Linked DNA regions of Macaca mulatta: region 1 is linked to region 2. Evidence: chromatin contacts called from public Hi-C data. All regions are on one chromosome and are shown on one strand. The core of a region is the stretch at or near the end of the contact, and the rest is flanking DNA. Distances in the headings are between cores, read along the strand shown. Region 1 holds the start of LOC114676889. Region 2 holds the start of VKORC1L1 (vitamin K epoxide reductase complex subunit 1 like 1).

Evidence for each region. A called contact is a pair of places that touch in the nucleus more often than the background predicts.
Region 1: a Hi-C map of cortical neurons shows a contact between it and region 2, with 6 times the contacts expected there. The contact joins the promoter of LOC114676889 here to the promoter of VKORC1L1 in region 2. A contact is called at or near these places in 2 of 14 Hi-C or Micro-C datasets (CD4 T cells and cortical neurons).

What each region holds. Positions count from the first base shown.
Region 1 is chr3:59,320,470-59,325,796 of T2T-MMU8v2.0, forward strand. LOC114676889 reads left to right here and starts at 2,226. Exons shown (of 3, transcript XM_077998165.1): 1 at 2,226-2,256; 2 at 3,412-3,964. The coding sequence starts at 2,226.
Region 2 is chr3:59,198,632-59,204,615 of T2T-MMU8v2.0, forward strand. It overlaps VKORC1L1 (vitamin K epoxide reductase complex subunit 1 like 1), which reads right to left and starts at 3,168. Exons shown (of 3, transcript NM_001266931.2): 1 at 2,968-3,168. The coding sequence starts at 3,161.

The DNA.
Region 1 (5,327 bases), core at 976-3,475, 120 kb after region 2:
ATTCCAACCTAATCCTGGCACCACTGCCCCTCACCATCCTTCTTCCTGCGTTAACCTTACCCCCTACACAGAGCCTGGGCCACTTAACTTGGCATCAAACAGATGCCTCAATAAATCAGAGTCTGATCTTCTTGAAAAAAAAAAAAAAAGACTTAACAGATACACAGTTGCAAGTTAGAATACTAAAGAACATAAACATACAACAACTTAATGAACATATAAATTCAATATATAGCCAATCATTGTAACTATGACATAATAGAATATTAAAATACTATTTTCAACATGTATACAAGCTTAATGATCTATTTATATCCAAAATATGAATCATCAACATAATTTGCCACTAATATTCAGTCCCTTCACAGGACACATGATCCACTAGGAGTTAACAGATTAGCAGCTGACAGGCAGTGACACACAGCAAAAACGAAAATGAAGAGATGAAATAGCTTTGAAATAAAGAAGGTTTTAAAGCTAAGAGAAACCATTGAATTATTAAGTCATTAGCACTAATTTTGAGTCAACTAACTAATTAATGTGAGATGAAACAATGTCCTATGCTTTGGTAAATTCGAACGATGTTTAAACAATGTCTATAATGTGACTTTCAAAAAGCTCCTGGCTTTACAAAGGTGAGATTATAATGTAGTAATAATGCTAAAGCATGTCCCCCTGCAGATGAGCATGTTGTAACTTTCATCAGTCACACTGAGAGTCCAGAAGATGAAGGAAAAGGTCGTGGATTTCACTGAGAACTTACCAGAGTTGAACTCCCTCACTTTCTGTTGCCCAACATTGGCAGGTTCTGGAACTGGTGGCTGTGGTGGCTCGTTGGTCTTTGGTCTCTTAGAAGATGGAGAATCATCATCATCTTGAAAAAGAAAATGGTCATTACTGAAGGAATCATCTTAGGTTACAGCCACCTCCTAGTCAATTCCCAACATTCAAAAGGTAAGTGGCTTTAAAACTATTTTGAGTATTAATAATTATTCCTGTATTATGATCATTAGCATACCTTTTTCTAGTTGCATCTGAAATTTTATTTTTTTGGGATGTGCTCGAGTGAATACTGTTTTATCCTCTGTCTTGCTTCATTATTTTTTAGTTTGCTTCATTTGAATCATCATTACAAATCTCCCCTTGCCCTCAAATAACTCTGAAATTGCTGCCAAGAACTATATTCTATTTTAAGGCTTTTCAGAAAAAACTTTCAACAAAGACAGCCACCTAAAGTTATACAAATACAGAAGAAAGGGGATATAATAAAGCTTAGACTGGAAAAAATATTTAAGCTTATACAAAATTCAAGCATACATAAACAAGGGAAGCTGGATAATTGTATGTTCAAATACTTTTAATAAGTGCAAAACGTATATGCTTAAAGAAATAGGGCTGGCCGGGCGTGTTGGCTCATGCCTGTAATTCCAACACTTTGGGAGGCCAAGGCAGGCAGATCACTTGAGGTCAGGAATTCAAGACCATCCTGGCCAACATGGTGAATGAAACCCCATCTCTACTAAAAATACAAAAATTAGGCTGGGCGTGGTGGCTCACACCTGTAATTCCAGCACTTTGGGAAGCTGAGGTGGGCGGATCACCTGAGGTCGGGAGTTCAAGATCAGCCTGACTAACATGGAGAAACCCTCTCTCTATTAAAAATACAAAATTAGCCAGGTATGGTGGCACATGCATGTAATCCCAGCTACTCAGGAGACTGAGGCAGGAGAATCACTTGAACCCAGGAGACGGAGGTTGCAGTAAGCCGAGATGATGACATTGTACTCTAGCCTGGGCAACAAGAGCAAACTCTGTCTCAAAAACAAAAACAAAAACAAAAACAAAAAAATATTAGCCAGATGTGGTGGCGCCTGTAATCCCAGCTATCTGGGCAGCTGAGGCAGGAGAATCGCTTGAACCCAGGAGATGGTAGTTATGGTAAGCTGAGATCGTGCCACTTTACTCCAGCCCGGGTAACAGAACGAGACCCTGTCTCAAAAAAAATAGGGCTATATTATTTATGAAACAGATACTGTTGACTCAGTCACCAGAAAGCCAAGGTCGCCAACATTAGACAAATTCGCTGGAGGACCTATGTATGTGCTTTGAAAGACAAAACTGCTTTTGTAAAGAATACTGTATTTTAGAAAAACATAATCACATTAACAACTAATAACACTGTAAAATTAACTATCTAGAGACATAATCTCATTCTATTGCTCAGGATGGAGAGCAGTGGGATGATCAAAGCTCACTGTAGCCTTCAGCTCCTGGCCTCAAGTGATCCTCCTGCCTCAGCCTCTTAAGTAGTTTGGGCCACAGGTGGACACAGGTGCACCTGACTCTTTTTTGCTTGTTTTGTAGAAGCAGGGTTTCACTACATTGCCCAGGCTGGTCTCAAGCTCTGGAGTCTCGCTCTGTCGCCCAGACTGGGGTGCAGTGGTGCGATCTCGGCTCACTGCAACCTCCGCCTCCTGGGTTCAAGAGATTCTCCTGTCTTAGCCTCCCGAGTAGCTGGGACTACAGGCATGCGCCATCATGCCTGGCTAATTTTGTATTTTTAGTAGAGATAGGGTTTCTCCATGTTGGTCAGGCTGGTCTTGAACTAACCTCAGGTGATCCGCCCACCTCAGCTCCCCAAAATGCTTTGATTACAAGTGTGAGCCACCACACCAGGCCTAATTTTTGTATTTTTTGTAGAGACTGGGTTTCACCAAGTTGGCAAGGATGGTCTCGAACTCCTGACCTCAGGTGATCCACCCGCCTCAGCCTCCCAAAGTGTTGGGATTACAGGCGTGAGCCACCGCACTTTCTTATGTTATTAAATAGCCCAGGAGGGTGCGGTGGCTCAGGCCTGTAATCCCAACAACTTTAAAGGCCAAGGTGAAAACATGCTTGAACCCAGGAGTTAGAGACCGGCCTGGGCAACATAGCAAGACCCCCATCTCTACAAAACACACAAAAATTAGGCCAGGTGAGCACGGCGTCCGGCTAATTTTTGTATCTTTTGTAGAGATGGGGTTGTGTCATGCTGCCCAGGCCCGTCTTGAACTTCTAAGCCCAAGCTATTCTCCTGCCTTGGCCTCCCAAAGTGCTGGAATAACAGGGCCCAGGCAGCCTCATGTTTTCTTTAAGCAGTCCCTCCCGGTTGTACACTTGGATAGTTTTTCTTTTTTTTTTAAATACAGGGTTTACCTCATTCTCGCAGGCAGGAGTTCTGTGGTGGGATCATAGCTCACTGGAGCCTTGAACCTTGGTGTTCAAGTAGCTGGGAGGCTGAGGTTGGACTACAGAGATGGGGTTGCGCCATATTGCTAGGCTGCTCTTGGCCTGAAGGGATCCTCCCACCCCGGCCGCGCCCGGACATTCTTTTCTATTTTTGACCGACATAAATACTGCGCTGGGTGGGAGTTTATCAGCTACCCCTTTCCAGCCCGCAACACACAAGAACTGGCCGAGAGGTCGCCGTTACCAGGCTCCACTCTGAGAAGACTGCCCAGCTCCAGGCACTGCCCGTGACGTGGCAGAAGACCCGCCCCTGTGACGTCACCGAAGGCACCCCCCCCCCCCCCACCAAGAAGGCGCAAAGGCCCGCCCCTCACGCGGAGCCAATCGGAACTCGAGGTGGGAGTGCTGGGTCTTCCAGGAGCGCGCTTGCGCGCGAGGGTGACTACCGGCGGCCGGCTGGTATGTCATGTCCGCAGGCTTCAACCCAGCGGCCGCCACCCATAAGCTACCAGGAGGAGCTTTACCACCACCTGGACTACTATACCTGCCTGACTTCCCGGCCTGCGGGGTCCGCGCAGCAAAGACCTGACGCTACTGGAGCAGGCGCTGTGCACCTACCGGCTGGCGCCTGGTGGGTACCAGCGCAAGGTCGCCCAGAAGCTCCTCAATGGCCGGCGCAAGCGCCAGCCAGCACCAGCTGCAGCCCGGGCGGCGAACTCGCCTCAGCTGAGCCTGGGTACGTGCACCCCCCAACACTTCCCCCAGCCAGGTTTCGGGAACCTCGGGAGCGTCCCCCACTGCCCGGTGCCACTGGTGCTGGGCAGGGAGGGTTGGCCCCATCTGAGGCTGTCCTGTATTAGGGAGCTGCACCAGCTTGACCTCTGACTGCCGTTGCAATAGCATTAAAACCTTTGGAACTTTGTAGGTGGGTAGAAGGGGCTAGGAAACAAAGAAAACATCTTTTTAAAAATTTATATAAGAGATTGGCCGGGCGCAGTGGCTCACACCTATAATGCCAGCACTTTGTGAGGCCGAGGTGGGTGGATCACGAGGTCAGGAGTTGAAGACCAGCCTGGCCAGCGTGGTGAAACCCCGCCTCTACTAAAAATACAGAAATTAGCTGGGCCTGGTGGCGGGCGCCTGTAATCCCAGCTACTCGGGAGGCTGAGGCAGAGAATTGCTTGAACCCGGGAGGCGGAGGTTGTAGTGAGCCGAGATTGCGCCTTTGCACTCCAGCCTGGGCAACAAGAGCAAAACTCCGTCTCTAAATAAGTAAGTAAGTAAGGAGAGAGAGAGAGAGAGAGAGAGAGAACGAAAAGAAAAGAAAAGAAAAAAAGAAAGAAAGAAAGAAAAAAGCAAGTAAGTAAATAAATAAGATTTTCAAGGCCGGGCATGGTGGGTCACACCTAAATAAGCAAATAAATTGGACTTTCAAGGCCAGGCATAGGGGGTCATACCTATAATCCCAGCACTTTGGGAGGCCCAGGCAGAAGGATTGCTTGAGCCCAGGAGTTCGAGACTAGTCTGGGCAACAGGGCAAAATCCTGTCTCTACCAAAAGCACAAGATAAGCTGGGCATTGTAGTGCGCACCTGTATTCTGAGCTACTCAGGAGGCTGAGATGGGAGGATGGTTTGAGCCCGGGAGACAGAGGCTGCAGTGACCTGAGATCGTACCACTGAACTTCAGCCTGGGTGACGAGCCAGACCCTGTCTCAAAATAATAATAATAATAATAATAAATTCATACAGTTTAGTATGGTTTAGTAAGTTTCAGCAGGCAGATTGTCAGGGTAAGATGGATTGTTATATATATACTTACATATATAACAATATGTATATTTATATACTTATTTATTTTAGCAGAGATAGGGTCTCCCTATGTTGCCAGGCTGGTCTCAGACTCCTGAGCTCAAGCAATCCTCCTGCCTTGGCTTCCTAAAGTGCTCACATTGCAGGTGTGAGCGACCACACCTGGCCTATAAGGGGAATTTAAGGGACTCTCTACTATGATGTCCCTTCTCCCAGTCCCTTTCCCCATGTAGAAGAGGGTTCTGCTGAGTGACTGGCATTTGCTTATATTTCTCAGTGCTATGCACAG
Region 2 (5,984 bases), core at 1,918-4,417:
TATTTCAGGAACATACATGTATCACTTTTCATCATAACACTAACCTGGCAAAGTAGGTTTTTTTGTTTATTTTTTCTTTTTTTGAGACAGAGTCTCTCTCTACCACCCACGGTGGAGTGCAGTGGCACCATCATGGCTCACTGCGGACCTCAGCCTCTCTCTCTCAGGCTCAAGTGATCCTCACACTTCAGCCTCCCAAGAAGCTGGAAATACAGGCATGTGCCACCATGCCCGGTTAATGTTTGTATTTTTCGTAAAGACTGGGTTTCACCCTGTTGCCCAGACTGGTATGAAACTCCTGAGCTCAACAGATCTGCCAGGTGTCAGCCTCCCAAAGTGCTGGGATTACAGGTGTGAGCCACTGCACCCGGCCCTAAGTAGGTGTTAAAATCCCTATTTAACATAAGAAACTGAAGCACCATGAAGACTAAGTCACAAGTCTAAGAACTGGGAGAGGTGGAAGCCCACCCAGATCCCTTAGATTTGAGCTCAGTGTACCAAACCAAGGGAGCAGAGAGTGCTAACTTAATGTTAGCTGGCAGGCAGATGCAGGTTTGCAGCAGTTTTCACCGATTTATGGGAAAATGGGAAAAAGTAAGGACACGAAAGTACAGACGAGGTTTCACCATGTTGGCCAGGCTGGTCTAGAACTCCTGACCTCATGATCCACCCGCCTCGGCCTCCCAAAGTGCTGGGATTACAGGTGTGACCCACCATGCCTCAGCCTTCCACAGTGCTGGCTTCCCAAAGTGCTGGGATTACAGGCATGAGCCACTGCACCCAGCCAAGAAAAGTCAATTTTAAGCACTTAAGCAGGCCAGGCGCGGTGGCTCACGCTTGATTCCCAGCACTTTGGGAGGCAGAGGCGGGTTGGATTACCTGAGGTCAGGAGTTCGAGACCAGCCTGGCCAATATGGTGAAACCCCATCTCTACTAAAAATACAAAAATTAGCCGGGCATGAAGGCAGGTGTCTCTAATCCCAGCTACTCAGGAGGCTGAGGCAGGAGAATCACTTGAACCTGGGATGCGGAGGTTGCAGTGAGCCGAGATCATGCCATTGCACTCCAGTCTGGGCGACAAGAACAAGACTCCGTCTCAAAAAAAAAAAAAAAAAAAAAGGAACTTAAGCATACAGTAAGTACTCTTTCCATGCTCCAATGTTAAAAGGTCCATTTATTACAGACTACTTGTTTCGAAAACAAATCTAAAATTGGTAATAATTCTGCTTAAATTCCATATTAAACTAGGATCAAAAGTTATTTTTAGTTCTTGTTTCTTAAATACTTGAAATGTGCTGCTGCATAATGTTTTCCTTAAATATTTATTCATTCAACTAACTTTGGGTGGAAGGTACTTGTAAGTTTAAAAGTCCTTTCTGAAAGTGGAAATAACATAACAATGTTTGCATAAAAGACACTCAGTGGTTTTCAAAGGGTATCTGGGAGTCTAATCAGCCTATTAACTTTGTTCTGAATAACCAACAACAAATGTGAGCTTTTTGTCACATCTACGTATCTTCCCCTGTAAACTGATACCTACATTTGAAATGCATTTTTAAAATGTTTCATTTGGCCCTATGATAATTATTTCTCCTCTAAAAAGCAACAGGATTTTGGTTTAAGAGCAAATGAGACAGAGTATCTGGTCCATGAAAAAGGCTAAGTGGAAAGATCAGCTCCCTGAATTTTGTAATCAATAACAAGACAAACTCCAATGCTACCTTGTTCATATAATTAACAATATGTGAGTTGAAATAAACTAGTGAGCTACACATTTCTGATACATACCAATTTACCAATCAAAAGGAGAGGAAGAAATCGCTCAAATGTGACTACTGTTAACAAACATCTAAATATCAGACATATTCTCTATTAAAATCGTAACCTATACATTTTGAAATCATTCCTTCGACTTATTTTTTTAATCGCCCCATTTAAAAAAACAACAACAAAAAAAACAGCAGCCACTTTTGAAATGTAAATTCCCCCTTTTTCAAAGTAACTTGCCTAGGAAAATTTAATGCATTAAAATAAAACGTAACAGACAAACCAATTACAACATTTAAAAAAAAAAAAACTAAAATGATTAGTAACACAAACCAATCGCTCCAGTTTAGCAAAGGGTGTGTTTTTAATCTGTTGTGGGTATCCTATTATACTAATAGGCAACAACGTTTAAAAGTCGTCCCAATGCCTAAAACACCACCATACACATAACATACTTGCCCTTTACTCCAATGAAGCTTGAACTAGACCCAAACTCAGACCATTTTCCCCTCCTGGCACACTGAAATATACGAGGGAGAATCCAAGAAATCAGATATGTTAAGTGCTGGTATCTTCTTCCAGAGTAGGGCCAAATTCGTGTTTGCCAGCAAATGTCACCGTCCCAATAAGTCTGCAAATTCTCACTAGCGCTGGAGTACAAAGAGGCCTGACCACGGAAACACCTGTCCTAGCACCAGGAAGACAGTGGGAAACGCAACCCCCCTGTCTCCGCGCCGGCCCCAAAGCCTCGGCTGCAGCGATCGGGGGAACAAGAGGTGGCCGCTGGTCTTGCGGGTGCGGCGGACAGGGTCCCACATCCCCGGCCCGCCTCCCGAGAACCAGGAAACCTGTCAAGCCGGCCTGGACCCACCCTCCGCAGCCCCCTCGCGCTCCTGCCCAGCCCGGCCCCAGCCCGCCCGACCGCTCCGCGTCCGCCCCGGCCTCCCGGCTGCACTCTGCCACCTCATCCCTCCCGGCTGCCTCGCGGCCCCGCCACCTCCTCCCCGCGGCCTTGGCTGAGGCCGCCCCCCGGGCAGGAGCGCCCTGCAGCCGCCCCTCGCCCGGCCCCGACCCCGTCCGTCCCCTCAAGGCCCGGTCCCCGCCGCCCCCAGGCCTGAGCTCCCGCCGCGCGCTCCCCACCCCCAGACTCCGCCCTCGCCCCGCTCAGCCGCTCCCGGCCCACTCCCCCAAGCCGGTTACCTGGAGGCAAGGGCGGCGGAGCACTTCACCCAGGGCCCCAGGTCGCAGAGGGCCCGGTGCTCGGGGTCCCGCTCCTTCTCCCGCTCCACGTGGTAGGCGTAGATGGAGAGCAGAATCCCGGCAGCGCACACTGCATACCGGGCCACCCGCTCCCACCGCGGCACTGACACTCTCAGCAGGACGGGCGCCGCCATCTTCCCCCCGCCGCCGCCGCCGCCACCTCCTCCCTCCGCCTCCACCTCAGCCGCCGCCGCCCGTCGGGGCCCGACCCAGCCGCCGCCGCTGCCGCCACCGCCTCCGCCGCCGCCGCCACCACCGCCGCCGCCGCCGCGCCCCATTGGCTCGGTCGCCTGCTCCGGGCCCCGCCCCCACAGGAGCGCGGCCCAACCGCCCCGAAAGGAGTGAGGCGGACGGGGCGGGGAAGGCGCGCGCGGGCGTGGAGGGAGGGGGTGGAGTGCGCAACCGCCGGGGAGGCCGGATCGGCCGGCGGAGGCTGAGGCGGCGCGGCGCGGGGCGGCGGGCGCGAGGGGTGGAGCCCGGGGCAGAGAGGGGCGGGGCAGGGGAGGAGAGGGGCGGGGTAGGGGAGGGGCGGGGCTGAGCGGGTCCGCGAGGGAGGGGCTTAGAGGAGCAGTGTAAGGAGCACATTGCAAGGATGCCACTGTGGGTGACTGGGCGAGCCGTGGGCCCCTCCTGAGGATGGCAATCAATTGCCATCCTTTTCTCCTTTTTCGTCGTTATCACTTGATATTTCTGACCCAATCTAAATCAACCCTGGCCAATGCTTGGAGCTCCAGAGCCACACTCCTATGAGCTAATCTTCCCACCACCACCTCTGTGGGACTCTGTGTTCGACCTGTACAAAACTTTTTTTTTAATGTGCAAAGCTATGTTTTAAATTTAAAAACTATTTTTTAAAAAATGATTTATGGACCGGGTACATTGGCTAACACCCGTAATCCCAGCACTTTGAGAGGCCGAGGCAGGTGGATCACCTGAGGTCAGGAGTTCGAGACCAGCCTGGCCTACATGGTGAAACCCCGTGTCTACTAAAAATACAAAACACAACAACAAAAAAATTAGCCGTGTGTAGTGGTGGGCGCCTGTAATCCCAGCTACTGGCGAGGCTGAGGCAGGAGAATCGCTTGAACCCAGGAGGCAGAGGTTGCAGTGAGCCGAAATCGTTCCACTGCACTCCAGCCTGGGCGATACAGTGAGAGTCTCAAAAAAAAAAAAAAAAAAAAAAAAAAATTTACGATTGTCTTGCTTCTCTGTAAGCTGAATTTGAGGTGGCTTACCACAAGTCATATAATATAGAACAATATAAAGATGAGCTAATACAATCAGGACGAAGAAAAAGAAAAGTCAGAATAAAATGAAAGGCCAGGAATAAGAACACAGATAAGCAGGCCATAGCGGCTTACACAGTTATTAAAATTGCATCATAAATTTGGCTCTGAGCTTCCCAGTGGCCAAAACTAAAAGGAAAACAGATGTGTGTACTTTTCTCACTGTCTTTAAGAAGAAACACAGTGTTCTTAGAGATTTTCAGTTTCCCTGGTTGCAGCTTTCAATTTTTCAGGGGCATTATATAGTGATTTTGAGTATTAAGCAATATCTTTGTATTCGTTATCTATTGTTGGGTAAAAATCACCCCAAATTTAACAGCTTAAGAAACAATAAATTATTTTTTTCCTCACAGTTTCCATGGGCTAGGAATCTGGGTGAGGTTAGCTGTGTCCTCTGGCTCAGGCTCTCACGAGGATACAATCAAGCTGTCAGCCAGGGCTGCAGCTCTCCCAAGGCTTCAGATTCCTCTTTCAAACTCACTTCCACGGCTGCTGGCAGGCCTCAGGTCCTCTCTGGCTGTTGGCTGGAGACATCATTTCCTGTCCACTTGCACCTCTTGTTGAGAAGCGGCAGGCTTACCCCAGGGAGAGGGAGGGGAAAGAGGAAGAGACAGAAAAAGAAAATGAGAGTGAGATCACAGTCCTTTTTTGAAAACTAATCCCAGAAGTGACATCCCATCACTTTTACGTAGTCTATTGCTACTTAGAAAATAGTCCCTAGGTCCAGCCAGGTGCGGTGGCTCACACCTGTAATCCCAGAATTTTGGGAGGCCAAAGTGGGTAGAGCACCTAAGGTCAGGAGTTCAAGACCAGCTGACCAACATGGTGAAACCCCATCTCTACTAAAAATACAAAGATTAGCCGGACATGGTGGCACATGCCTGTAATCCCAACTACTTGGGAAGCTGAGGCGTGAGAATCGCTTGAACCTGGGAGGTGGAGGTTGCAGTGAGCTGAGCTCACATCATTGCACTCCACTTGGCTTACAAGGAGAAACTCCATCTCAAAAAAAGAAAAAAAGAAAGAAAAAGAAAATAGTCCCTAATCCAACCCATGCTCAAAGGGAGAGGATTACACAGGACATGAATATGAGGAAGCTATCTACCACAGTCCTCAAAAACATCCTCACTCTGCCTGGGTGGGGTGGCTCACAACATTTTGAGAGGCTGAGGCAGGAGGATTGCTTGAGGCCAGCAGTTCAAGACCATCCTGAGCAACATATGGAGCCCTGGTCTCTGCAAAAGATATGCAAAACTAGCAAGGTGTGGTGCATGCCTGTTGTTCCAGCTACTTGGGAGGCCGAAGAGGGAGGACTGATTGAGCCCAGAGGGCTTGGGGCAGGAGTGCGGATTGAGGCTGCAATGAGCTGATATTGTCCCACTGCACTCCAGCCTGGATGACAGAGTGACACACCGATTAAAAAACAAAAACAAAAACCCAAAAACCTCACTCTACATCCCTAATGGTTTTAATAAATTTAAGTGGACTCCTGCAACCTCCCTTCTTATAGATTCCTTTACTCAGTTGATGGGATCTCTTGATCATGGGGATTCTTTCATCAATAGGTCTGGGAGGTTTACCCATGCTATTGCAAATAGTGATTGTTAATTTTCATTACTGTGTAATAGTCCATTATATTAGATATCCACAATTTTACTTATCCATTCTACT